Regions from separate parts of the Sus scrofa genome. Here region 2 is linked to region 1. The links are chromatin contacts, called in public Hi-C maps. All regions are on one chromosome and are shown on one strand. Each heading gives the region's core, a stretch centred on a gene start, on an enhancer-like site or on the middle of the called end of the contact. The rest is flanking DNA. Distances are from core to core; before and after follow the strand shown.

The links. Hi-C and Micro-C count contacts between places; a contact is called where the count stands out from the background.
Region 2: a Hi-C map of mesenteric adipose tissue shows a contact between it and region 1, with 1.5 times the contacts expected there. The contact joins two enhancer-like sites. A contact is called at or near these places in 2 of 47 Hi-C or Micro-C datasets (embryonic fibroblasts and mesenteric adipose tissue).

What each region holds. Positions count from the first base shown.
Region 1 is chr13:2,492,565-2,499,439 of Sscrofa11.1, forward strand. CAPN7 (calpain 7) reads left to right here. Exons shown (of 21, transcript NM_001097443.1): 13 at 912-1,056; 14 at 1,185-1,284; 15 at 1,845-1,980; 16 at 2,560-2,635; 17 at 6,058-6,203. Among named protein-coding and RNA genes, the nearest start is that of CAPN7, 44 kb to the left of the region's middle. Within about 2 kb of position 4,212, at least 10 of the 83 cell types and tissues checked have an H3K27ac peak or open chromatin away from gene starts, as enhancers often do. A contact at or near this core is called in mesenteric adipose tissue, where this site is marked.
Region 2 is chr13:3,069,629-3,076,503 of Sscrofa11.1, forward strand. It overlaps a transcript of ANKRD28 not described here. Among named protein-coding and RNA genes, the nearest start is that of ANKRD28, 15 kb to the left of the region's middle. Within about 2 kb of position 2,838, at least 13 of the 83 cell types and tissues checked have an H3K27ac peak or open chromatin away from gene starts, as enhancers often do. A contact at or near this core is called in mesenteric adipose tissue, where this site is marked.

The DNA of each region.
Region 1 (6,875 bases), core at 2,962-5,461:
TGCATATGTTACTCCATTTAATCTTAGCAACAACTCAGAGTAAATGATAAAGCTGATAAAAAGTAGAGCTGGAATTGGGGCTTATTTCATTCTGACTCCAAAGTGCATGTTCTTTCATCACTTTAATCTTCACTGTTAGATAGTAGAAGAAACCAAAGAGGATCTGAAAGGAAGATTAGTTGAAAGGGATGAGAGAGGGCCTTCTAGGAACAGGAGCAAGCATGAGCAAGTACATCTAGAGGTGAAACTGAATAAGGATTATTTATGGGCTTGTGAGAGGAAGGACTAGATTAGAGCCAAATCCATGGGGTATGAGTACAGGAAATAGTGAGGCCAAAGTAGAGTGGCTTTAGAAGAACAGGAAATGCTTGCTGCCCTAAGGCAGCACTGCCCAGTAGAACTTCTGCGATGATGGAATGTTTTGTGTCTGTGTTGTGCAATGCATTAGCTACTAGTATACTTGGTCCTTGAACTCTTGAAATGTGGCTAGTGTGACCAAGGAACTGATTTGTAAACTTAATTTTAATTTAAATAACCATGTGTGAGGAGTCCCCTGGTGGCTTAGTGGGTTTAGGATTCAGCATTGTCACTGCTTTGGCACAGGTTCAATGCCTGACCTGGCAACTTCCATGTGCCATGGGCAAAGCCAAAGAAAAAACCAAATCAAAACACGTATGATTTGTGACTATCATATGGACAGCACAACTCCTCTAGGGGTAGGTAGCCATTTACAGTTTTTGATTAGATGTAGGACTCAGAGAAGCGTTGGTTAAGGAATAGTAGTTTCAGGTAGATTTGGAGGGAAAAGAATTGATAATTGCATACTTACTGGAGAATGCTCTAATAAAAATATGATAGAACTGTGTTGCAACTTTGTTATCTCCTGTTTTTTGTTTTTTGTTTTTTAACAGGGGCTGCGGTTTATCCAACTGAAAAATCCTTGGAGTCATTTACGTTGGAAAGGAAGATACAGTGAAAATGATGTAAAAAACTGGACCCCAGAATTGCAAAAATATTTAAACTTTGATCCTCGAACAGCTCAGAAAATAGACAATGGTAAATATCTTTTTCATTTAATAATATTTAATCTTTAAATAATGTGCTTTCATAATATTAAATGTACTTTAACTTAAATCATTTATCATTAAGATTTTTTTACATTAACAAAGACATCTAATTTTTAGGAATATTTTGGATTTCATGGGATGATCTCTGCCAATATTATGATGTGATTTATTTGAGTTGGAATCCAGGTCTTTTTAAAGAATCAACATGTATTCACAGGTAACTTTTTTGTACATTTCAGAATATGCTTTATCATAGTCTCTCTTTTTTTCATTTAAAATGAAATTATTTGGGAAGATTGCTGTTCTATCTTCTATCATACCTACAGATTACTATCATGTAATAGTTATTTCCTTTATATGCTTCTTGGTTATGCTAAAGTTTTTTTAAAAAAGAAAACCTGATGACCTGATTGTATTTGAAACACAACACTTTTTTTTTTTTTTGTCTTTTTGGTCTTTTTAGAGCTGCACCCACGGCATATGGAGACCAGGCTAGGGGTCTAACTGGAGCTGTAGCTACTGGCCTACACCACAGCCACAGCAACACCAGATCTGATCCGCATCTGTGACCTACACTACAGCTCACAGCAATGCCGGATCCTTAACCCACTGAGCGAGGCCAGGGATTGAACCCTCATCCTCATTGATCCTAGTCCGGTTCTTTAACCACTGAGCCATGACAGGAACTCCCGAAACACAACACTTTTTAAAGTAGTGTTTCATTTTAGCGCTATGATAAATTTAATTCTTACTGTCTTTGTTGATTTTGTCTCTTAGTACTTGGGATGCTAAGCAAGGACCTGTGAAAGATGCCTATAGCCTGGCCAACAACCCCCAGTACAAGTTGGAGGTGCAGTGTCCACAAGGCGGCGCTGCAGTTTGGGTTTTGCTTAGTAGACACATAACGGACAAGGTACTGATACCCTTCTTTTGTCCCATATAGGAATTCTTTTAAATATTACTAGACCTTTGTGAGCGAGATAAATAACTTGGTCATCAGCCTGTTTCATTTATATAAATGGCTTGAAAATAGTGTTTTCATAAATGAATGTTTTCCTTGAAGGAAATTGGTATTTTGTAATTATAAAAATTCTCATACCAGAATCATCTCTGAAGAAAAATATGAGGGAGTTTATGCTTTCCAGTGAGGGTTTTAGTGTTGATTATATGTGCTTTAGGTTTTAAGAATATTAACATTAAAATATGTTGAAGAAGGTTTGAAAATGTTGATTCATTGGCCTGGTATTGTAAAAGATAACCACAATTTTAATGGTTGCAGAGGTTTTTGTTTTTAGTATATTGCTTCTAAATTTTAGTATATTTCAATGTGGTCATCTATTGAAATGACAGTTTAATTCAGAAAAACATTTTTTATGGCACTAAATAAAAATGCTCTTAAAATTTGAAGTAATCTCCTTCCTCTCCTGTTCCCCATTCCATACACACTTTTGAGCCCATTTTCCTAAACACATTGTGTTCTTTGTGCTTTCAGGATGACTTTGCAAATAATCGAGAATTTATCACAATGGTCGTATACAAGACTGATGGGAAAAAAGTTTATTACCCAGGTATGTTTAGTAAATAGACATTCAAACAAACATTGAAATTCTATTTGTGTGGTGCAGTTGAAAATGACAAACTTTATATAGTGGAGAAATTAGTAAATTTGCTGATAAACTGATCGAAACTACCTTAGTGTTTTGTTTTGATTCATTTTTGCTTTAGAGACCTCAGGAACTTGGGATTTCGACACCCTTGCGCATTGCTATCAGAGCTTTATTTCCAAAATTTAAATCAAAACCTTTTTCTCTGGTCAGAAATTCTGTGGTTCTCCATGGACTCTTGAATGAATCTAGGCTCTTCAGTGTGGGGTCTAAGGCTCGTTATATTCTGGCCTTGGCCTTGTTGACCCCCTGTATCTCATGCCCCATCTCTTCCCAGTATCCTCGGCACGGGACTGCCCACTCCTAGACACATCATACCCTGTTGCCCTTGCACCCCTTTTCACACAGTTTCTTCTGCCAAGAACCTCTCTTCTCCCTGCCCTCCGCCCACATACTCCTTTTACCCTATTCTGAGTAATGAACTTGGTTAAGATCCAGCTTGGGTTTTTTCCCCTGTGATAGCCTTCCTGCCAGGCAAAGTAAATCTTTCCCTCTGCAGAACTCCTCAGGCATTAACATTTTGTTAACATTTTGATACTGTTTCGCTTTCATAATAAAAAAATTTTTATCACTTACTATATGATAGGAACTGTTAGTTTATGTTCTAGTCCGAGAGACAAATAATGAGAAAAACAACAGAGAGTGATACGTGTGTGTAAAGAAATAAATAGGATCACATGTTAGCGACTGCTTGGCTACTTCGGTTGCATGGCCATGGACAGCTTCTGAGAAAGGATAAGACAAGAAAAGATAATGACAAACAGGCATCAGTCTCACAGAGAAACAGAGGTAAAATCATTACAAGCAGAGGAAACAGCAAGTCCAACCTTAAAATGAAGAAAAAATAGTGTTTTCTGGGAACAGAGAAAGGCCAGCAGGCCTAGGGAGGTGTGGTGTCAGAAGTGGTCAGAAAGCATGCAGACAGAGAGCACATGAAGGCACGAAAGCCACAGGAGGGGTTTGGATTTTATTCTATATGCAGTGGGAAATCTTTGAAGACTCTTAATCGGGTAAGTGACATGATCTGTTTTTTTTTTTTGTTTTTTTTTAACAAAATTCTTTGTAGAATATATAGGAGGGGACGAACCATGGAAGCCGAGAAATCGATTAGGTATTTATGTATGTGAGAAATGATGGTGGTGTAAACTTAGGGTGGTGAAGAGTTGACAGATGTGGGTCAGGATTGTCAGGACTGTTGGGTTAACACCGAGGCAAAGAGGAATGAAGAATGATTCCTGGGTTTTGTTTGGGGTTTTTTGCCTTAGGCAATAGAACATTTACTGAGACAGTAGGTGTTGGTGGGAGCAGGGGAGGCAGCAGGAGTTGTTGTGGAGTAAAACTAAAAGTTAATTTTGGGTTTTGTTAAATTGGAGATGCTCTTTACCCATCAAAGTGAAGGAGCCATGTAGACAGTTGGGTCTTTTAGTTCTGGGGTAAAGGTTAGAGCTGCAGAAACAGGTCGGGGAGTCGGGGTAAGGTACACGAGTCACGTCTACAGAGTCCTGGGTACACTGATGAATACCCAGTGCCTGGCCCTTGGACTCTGGCATCTTAGGTTGAGCAGAGGACAGTTTATCTCAGAAGAATTTGAACAGAACACCTGATCACATAGCGTAAGGTTTCATGTAACCCGAGGGAGGAAAACATTCCATGGGGAAAAGAGTGAAAATTGCATACACTGCTGTATCTGAGGTCCAGTGAGACTAGGTTAGAGAAGAGACTGTTGGACTAGCACCCTGGCAGCATCACTGGCTGGGCCGGAAGCCCAGGATGAGTGGTTTGAGGATGGACGAAGCCATCACCCACAGTTCTTGAAAGAAGGCTGTGCAGAGAAATGGGCAGTGATGAGGGAGCTGGGGTCCCAGTGGTTCTGTCAGGTTTCATCTTGCTCGATCATAGGAAAAGATGGCCTTCTCCCCAGTTATGCTGTGTGGAGGGCAGTCACTGCTTCTTACTAGCTGGTATCTTGAGATTTTCTGGAATGGGCATGGTATGTAGGATGACAAATATCCAGTTAAACTAGCCAAATTTTCCATTTTTCACGTTGGTCATTATACAACCAAAAAAAGCACAAATGCTGTGTGTATCCTTGTAGCATGGCTTTTGAATTTCAAACAACCTGTTACTCTTTTTACTTGAATTTTTTATTAAAACAGTGCTTCATCTCTTATACATTGTGACTTTGCCATTTCAGGGTACTTTCTGGTTTACAGTTTATTTTCATCACAGCACTCTGAGGTAAATTGGACAGGGCTTATTTTTCTCCATCTGACAGAAGAGTAAACTAAGACATAGGTCAGAATCTGTTCAGGGTCACAGATATGCCTGGTTTGTATTTTTTTTAACCCTTCACACCAGATCACACCACCTAAAGCATGAGAGACTTACTGCCTATTTAAGATACTAAAATGTTTAGTTTTCCTACAAATCACATTATAAGTGTTCCTAAATAGGCTGAGTGATGTAGCGTTGATCCTAAATGACGTATCTTAATTGATATGCATGAAGTGATTTCATTGTCTTGATTCATGAGACTGTCAGAGAATGTATCAGGTAGCATTGTCTGTGATGGAAACATACTGGAAATAATCTGAATTAACATATCGTCTGCATGACTCAATGGGGATGTATAGATAAAATGTGTCCTATTCATGATGGCATATGATATTGCACACACATATCCTTTTAAAAGGAATAAACCATATCTATGTATCTCAAAACGTGTGGAAAATGAAAGACGGAAAACAAGATATATACTATCTGATTTTTTTAGTTATATGTTCACAGAAATAACATTATCCATTGTTTTTAGGGGTGTGTGTACATGTGTATGTGTGTGCGTAAGTCTGAAAAGATGCCCATTGGACCCTTCAGAGTGGAATGGCCTGAGTCTTCAGGGTGGTGGTTAAAAGGAACTTTGTTTTGTAAAGAAGATAGTATGACCAAACCGTGTTTATTCTGAGTGGGAGGGAATGTAGATATATGTTGTTATACTTCTTTATATCTTCTTAAAACTTTCCTCAAAAGAAAAAAAGCCAATCTCTATTTTATAGTCCTCTCCTGGGAGAGAGAAATGCAAGATAGAGCAAACAGCAGGGATTATCTTGTACCTCACTGAATGTACTCCGAAAGATTGCTTTTTGCTTATTATAACTACTTAAAGTTTTAAATTTTGTTAAGTTTTAAATTGAACTTGTAATTCTTTATACCATTATATTTTCAAGGTAGAAAAGGGATGTCCAGCCATTGAATTATTTTTCCTACCATCAAACTTAGATTTTAAAACTAAAGGCCCGTCATCTGTAAACCTACTTGTTTATTTGCAGCTGACCCACCTCCATACATTGATGGGATTCGAATTAACAGCCCTCATTATTTGACTAAGATAAAGCTAACCACACCTGGGACCCATACCTTTACATTAGTGGTTTCTCAGTATGAAAAACAGAACACAATCCATTACACAGTCCGGGTGAGTAAAGCAATGTATCATGACAAAGCAATAATAGAAAGTACGTAACATGCTCTGCTTTCTAAATGGGATTATCTACAGAAAAAGTGTATTTCTGAAAATTGATCTTTATATATTGTTGAGTGTGATCTTTATATATCTGTATAACAGCTTAATAATAAATTATGATGCTTCTTGCAGAAAATAATGCTTTTGATCAGTAACGTTTTTCTGTGAATAACATTTTGGGCTTTTTTGGGTTTTTTTTTTTTTTTTTTTTTCCTTTTTAGGACCACACCTGAGGCATATGGAGGTTCCCAGGTAAGGGGTCGAATCGGAGCTACCGCTGCCAGCCTATGCCATAGCCACAGCAATGTCAGATCTGAGCCGCATCTGCGGCCTACACCACAGCTCACAGCAATGCTGGATCCTTAACCCACTGAGTGAGGCCAGGGATCAGACCCGCAACCTCATGGTTCCTAGTCCGATTCGTTTTCATTGCGCCACAACAAGAGCCCCTGTGAATAACATTTTGAATGAACATTTTAGTTTTCAGAGTAATAATTAATCCCGAGGTATGTTGGACTAATAGATTTACAGAGTAAGCAATAAAAACTCCTTTCGTCTACATAGTCCTTTTATTTGCTTTAAAAAAGAAGACTTTGAGGGCGTTCCCTGGTTGGTGCAGTGGTT
Region 2 (6,875 bases), core at 1,588-4,087, 580 kb after region 1:
ATTATTTGGTCTCAATGTGCCTCAGGCACATAGACTTGCAATTGGTAGCACCAGGAAAAGACAGAAGCGCCAGAAAGCTTATGCAAAGAAACAGCCAAAAACTTCCCAAATCTAGGAAAGGAAATAGATATCCAGATCCAGAAAGCCCAAAGGACTCCTCAAAAAATAAAACAAAACAAAACAAAACAAAAAAACCACTTCAAGACACACTAAAACAGAGCAAGAGAAAAGTGACTCGTCACGTACAAGGGAATCCTCCTCCTAAGACTGCACAGGCTAGCTCATTAGAAAGGATGCTGAGCAGCAACATTAACACAGAAGAAAATAAAACCTTCTGGAAATGGTAAACATGTAAACAAATGCAGAACACTATCATACCATAATGGTGGTGTTTAATGCTTATTTCTAGTATAAAAGTTAAAAGTCAAAAACATTAAAAATAAATACAAAATGTGTTAATGGACACAAAATACAAAAATACGTAAATGGTGACATCAATAACACAGGGTAGGTGGCAAGAAATTACAGTTTTTATAGGAGATTAAATTTATCAGCTTAAAATATCTGTCACAGAACTAAAAGACATATATAGAACATTCTGCCCAACACCAACAGAATATACACTCTTTGCAAGCAAAGAACATTCTCCAGGATAGATGACATCTTATGCCACAAAGTAAATTTTAATAAATTTGAGAAGAAACTAATAATCCACAGCAGAAGGAATACTAGAAAATGTGGAAATTAAACACAGTCTTGAACAACCAGTGAGTCAAAGAAGGTATCAAAAGGGAAGTCAGAAAGTATTTTGAGACAAAAATGAAAACATAACATACCAAAACTCATCAGATGTAGCAAAAGTACTAAGAGGGAAGTTTATACCAAAAAAATACCAACATGAAGAAAGAAAGATCTCAGAGATTCCACTCTGCCTCAGCAGGTTAAGGACCAGACATTGTCTCTGTGAGGATGCAAGTTTGATTCCTGGCCTTGCTCAATGGGTTAAGGATCCAGCATTGCTGTTAGCTGCAGTGAAAGTCACAGATGCGGCTCAGATCTGGTATCGCCATGGCTGTGGCACAGGCCACAGCTGCGGTTTCGATTCAATCCCAGGTCTGGGAATTTCCATATGTCATGCGTCCATAAAAAGGAGAAGGAGGGAGGAAGAGTTCCTGCTGTGCAAAGTGATTAAGAATCCAATTGTGGGACGGGTTGCTGCAGAGGTGCAGGTTCAATCCCCAGCCTGGTGCAGTGGGTTGAAGGATCTAGTGATGCCACAGTTGTGGCAGAAGTCACATCTGCAGCTCAGATTCAATCCCTGGCCCAGGAACTTCCATATGCTCTGGAGAATGTTTTCATAGGTATGAAGACTAGAAACATTTTCCTAGGATATAATGGCTGTGAGCAAAGGGACAGCTAGCTATACTTGAGAAGTCCTGTGGAGAAGCACGTACTTATGAAAACAGTGAGTTTCAGTGAAGACAGGAAATGGAATGGGCTTTCTGGGAAGAGAGTAGATTCAAGAGTTATAAATGAGAACTTAAGATCTAAGTCAATATTGAAATGACTGTTTTCAGACTTCAGTCTTAAAAAACAAAAAACTGTTTCCTTTGAAAAGTATGAAAGCAAATTTTAACAAACTGAACATAACAATATGGGTAGTTTCTTAGAATATACCCAGTATATCAAAACTAAGGGGGGGGGGGCCCTACCTCATTATAAAATATGTACTACTGTATTTAGACAGTATTTTTTAAGGTTAGACTATTTTCTTCATAAAAAGGTATTTATAATTCAGACTAAAGGCCAGAATGAATTAAAGTTTTTTACATTGTATTACCTGTAAAAATATCCTACTTGATCACCTATTAGTACAATTTGGGGCTGGAATTTATGCTAACCAGCAGCATGTCTGCCATGTAACTTATGTTTACCAGGCCCATGAGAAACACATTCTCTGACATATCATTGCATTATTATTTATGTAATGAATAATCTTTTAGCAACTGTCTCAAAGACAACTTAGGCTGAATACTACAAAGTAGTAGTGTATACGATTCATATTTTAAACAGGCTGAATTTCTGCTTTCCTTTAAAAAAAACTGAGGAAAGGTTATTTGCAATTCATTCTGGTTTCTACAATGGAGTGACACTGAGATAAATATAGTATCAAGTTACTGTACTTTAAAAACCAAAGGAAGAAAAATTTCAATTTAAAAATAAGTTGCTATGGTTACTCAATGTTTACCTTTATAAGCAATAATTACATGAGCCATCCACGGAATTCCCACAAGGGCAGTAAGATCAGTAGCTGAAGTGCACATGAATTATTTCAAACACCAATTGGGACTGCATACGCCAAACTTCCACCTCAAAGTAGCTACCGTTGGGAAATACTAAAGATGATGATTCACATTCTTCTAAACCATAGAAGGGTGGAGACAAAAATACTGAAAGTAACTATTTTCAAATCCAAGTGATGACTCAGATAGTTTACAACATTTTTCATATTCTTTAGTTTCCTCTATTAAAGAGTGCTATCTAAAATTTTATAAAGAAGTTTCTATTGTTGAAAGAAGGAAAGGGTGTTTCTAATGTGTCTCAGTCATGGAATTTTTCTGCATAAATAGATTTTCATGCCCTCGATAAACATGTACAAAGTCATGCTTATAACCTAATGTTATTTCAGAATAAAACAATGTCAATTCCTTTAAAGGTAGTCAATTTTTAACTTTGTAAGTGGAAAGAAGAGGGTCCCTGTCAGAATTGATAACAAGCTCATTCTTAAATAACTGGGTAGTTAAACGTGCTATCAGTTATTGTATGACAGAAATGTTTCTTTGGCCATGCCTCTGGCATACAGAAGTTCCCAGGCCAGGGATCAAACCCACACCACAGTTGCAGCCTGTGCCACAGCTGTGACAATGCTGGATCCTTAACCTGCTGTGCCACAGGGAATGTCCAATGACAGAAATTCTTTAGTCTGTTTTGTTCACAATGAAAACATTCAGTAATATAAGAATATCTATGAAACTTTGACTGCAATATAATTTTAATGTGACCTCACAATTACCAGGTTCATCATTACATCTAAATTGGCCTACCACCAAAAATATCTACTCTTCTGTGCAACAGACTAACAAATATGTTTGTTCTTTAATATTAGGGCTATCCTAAACTAAAATAGTATGTCACATCAAACTGGGTCAAACAATATCTTTACTGTTTTTTTATTGATATCTTATTATCATCATGAACAAAAAGTAGTAAAATAAGGTAGTTCCAAGGTGACTGATCTTTACTCAACACCATCAGGTAGAACACCTGAGCTCTTTCCAGCTCTTCTGTCAGACTCAACATGGACCTTTGCATATTTCCCTTTGTAGTCACTGCAAGGCATCATATCAGACACATACTGCTATCCAAGAGAAGGGGGAGTTTCCTTCTGTGTCTACCTTTTCAGATACAAAGAAGACTTCACAGAAGCTACCTAAACTGACTTCCCCCAAAATATGACCAGACTTGGCCAATCACATGTCCCTTTCTAAACAAATCATGACCAGGCAAAGAAGGATTACTCTGATTAGCTTACACTATTAGGGATTTCTCCAAGTCACATAAGCCAGGGGCAACCAAACAAAACTGGGACATGCAAGGAAGGAAGTGGGTAATGGCCAGTGAGTAGGCAACTAACAGTATATTATTTACTATATAGAAAGATTAAATCTTGGCATTTTATTTCAATAGTTTAATTTTACCACCATTATGAGATACTCTGAGGGCTCTGGAGATTTATTTTTAAAAGGGAGAAAAAACTAATCATCAATAATTTGTTTTGGGAAGGACCAAAGGCAATCATTTCACAAATGCTACTGAGAAAAGAAAACAGTACACTTTAGAATATGAACCTATATAATTACACTTTAATTTTAACCAATTAAAATCAAAGTTTTATATCAAAAATGTTTCCTATTAATCTCGCTTTTCTCCTTTATGAAAAGTAAATCTAATTACTAGACATAGGGTCAAACCGCATCTAGAGTAATGAAACCGAAACACATTCAAAGATGGCAGCCAGAATGATCGTGGATTTAAAAACCACATCCTAAGTGTCAGTAGAGCTAAAGATGTTTCATCTGAAAAGGAGCCAAGGAGAATATGATAGCTGTAAAACATCTGAAGTGCTATCATTGTGAAGAGATTTCAAATTGCACAGTTCTAGAAGTAAGAACTAGAATCAAGCAGGGAGATAAAATCTAGCTCAATGTAAGATAGTACTTTTTTACCTAGCATTATTTTATCTGAAGATGGAACAGGCTGGCCATTCATACTGGGCAGGGATGAACATCCCAGGTCACCTGAATACCTATGATGGTTCTAGGCACTTAATGGGTACTTAATTTGTGACAACATGCCTGCAAAATAGACCCCATTGCCCAGATAAATTCTGAGGCAGACAAGTTAAAACTCGAAATCGGTTTAATCACGTCAGCTAAGAAGTGGAGAAAACTGGATTCTTATCCAGGCCCATCTGTCTCCAAAGCCTGGCTCTTCCCACACATCACACACCTAAGAGAAGTTACATCAGCACTTGTTAAGGAAGCAAATGGGATTTCTGAGTTGGTGAGAACTGAGTGTCATCTGACTCCAAGCCCCTTTCAAAATTAAGATGTTTTAGAAACGAAAATTATTACTCCCCTCCACTTGTACCAGCACTTCCTAATTTAAGGATGTTTCACATCTGTTCTCATGCTGGTTCTTCACAGCAGTGCTGTCAGGTAAGTAAGCTGGGGAGGCATTCTCTCTTGGCATTCTCCCTCAGAGAGAAAGAGGACGACAAAGATGGATTCCTTGAACTTCCTTCTGACTAACCCCCAAAATATCTCTATTTGCAATTTTTCCCTCTGATCTTTCCTTCATTCAATAGTCATTTACTAAACACTTCTTCAATGCCAGGTACCAGACCTCAATGACTTTGCTGTATGATGGGGTGAACCTGTAGACACAGAGGGAAAAAAAGTACATTTACTCAAAAATATTTCAATCTTTTTTTTTTTTGGTCTTTTCTAGGGCCACACTACAGCATATGAAGGTTCCCAGACTAGGGGTCGAATTGGAGCTGTAGCCCCTGGCCTACACTAGAGCCACAGCAATGTGGGATCTGAGCCACTTCTGTGACCTACACCACAGCTCACAAAAACACTGGAGCCTTAACTCACTGAGTGAGGCCAGGAATGGAGCCCGCAACCTCATGGTTCCTAGTCGGATTTGTTAACCACTGAGCCACGATGGGAACCCCTATTTCAGTCTTCTTAAGAGACCTTATTTTATCAACTCCAACTCCTTTCTTACATCACTTTTAGTCCTCACTGCTGTCTCCATTCCTCTTATTCAGCCTTCAGAAAACTTCTCTGTTTCCCTAACAAGCTACTACTCCATTTTTTACTTGTTTCTTCCGTACTGCAGCCAAACTTCATGGTCAACCACCACTCAACTGATATTACGCTAAAGTCCTCAATGATAACAGACTGCAAATCTTCAGTTTTCTCAACTACTCTACAGTACCGGACACCAATAATATTTACTAAACTTTCTTGTTACTTTCAAAAAGTGTTCATCTATTTTTCTAAACCTTTTTCGGTCCCTTTCATTTGGCTTTGTTTCCATCTCTTATACTTAAGTATCTTGCCTCTCAGACCACTTTTCTTCCTCCTGGTCTACAATCTCCTCTGGGACAATCCCATCTATTTCTATAATATGAGCTATCATTTATGTGATACTTCCAAGTCTTTATTTCCAATCCTAATCTCCAGAAACAACTTCCGAATGCTCAATGGGCCCCTTTACCTGCATGTTCCATTATCTCAGATTCAAGGTGTGTCAAAATTCAGCTTACCATCTGTAGTCTACTTCCCCAAAGGATTTTTTCTGAAATTGCCAGGCTGGTTAATAGCAATGACACTATCATATACAGAGTGCCCCAGAACACAAAAAGAATTATCTAAAAGCCTTCCCTTACTTTATCTCCCACTTTGAGTCAGTTGCCAAGTTCCAGACATTCTACCTAAAATCTTCCTAAGCTCTCTTCACCCACAGTGACCTAGTGCAGACCCACTTCAGTCCCCACCTGAATTATCAAAACTACCTCCAAAATGGTCTCTCAACTCTTGGGTCTCCTTTCTCCAGTTCTGTAGCAGACATAGGTTCTTTCCCAAGAAGCCCTTGCATTAGGGAGTGCATCTGGTCCAGATACACAGGAGACCCAGGACTGGCCACATGTTTGTTAGTTCAGGAATGAACAATCTAAGCAGACATTTCCTGCCAAGAATACCATGAAAAATACTCTCTCTTTTCCTTTTGGGACTGTAAGGAAATGTAAGCTAACCTGCCTGTAGGAAAAAAAAAAAAAAAAAAAGGACAGAGCTTTAAAGAGGATGGGGAATGACAGAGACTCCACTGTCACCAAGTCCTGGATGGAGCTCTGCCTGACGATCCCTAGAGCCCAAAAAATCAAGTTCCTCTTGCATTCAGTTGGGATTTCTGACATTTGTACCTAAGAGTCCTGATTAACAATTTTCTATACCACCAGTTACTTCTCTAAATCATAAATAAAATACCTGCTTTTAGTCAACTAAATTTTACTAAAGTACACAACATTGAAGACACCCACCACCACCTTGTCTGTAAATTTCAAAAATATAAACATACTTGTTATAATTCAAATAACACCACAAAATTTCATACAGCTGTGTCACTGTATATGCTGTTCTCTCTGCCTAGAATGCTCTCTTCCTACCTGCTTAGCCACAAAATATATAGCAGGGTTGCATAAACTAAGGCTGGAAAATTCAGACAAGGGCCAATTCATGAAGGGT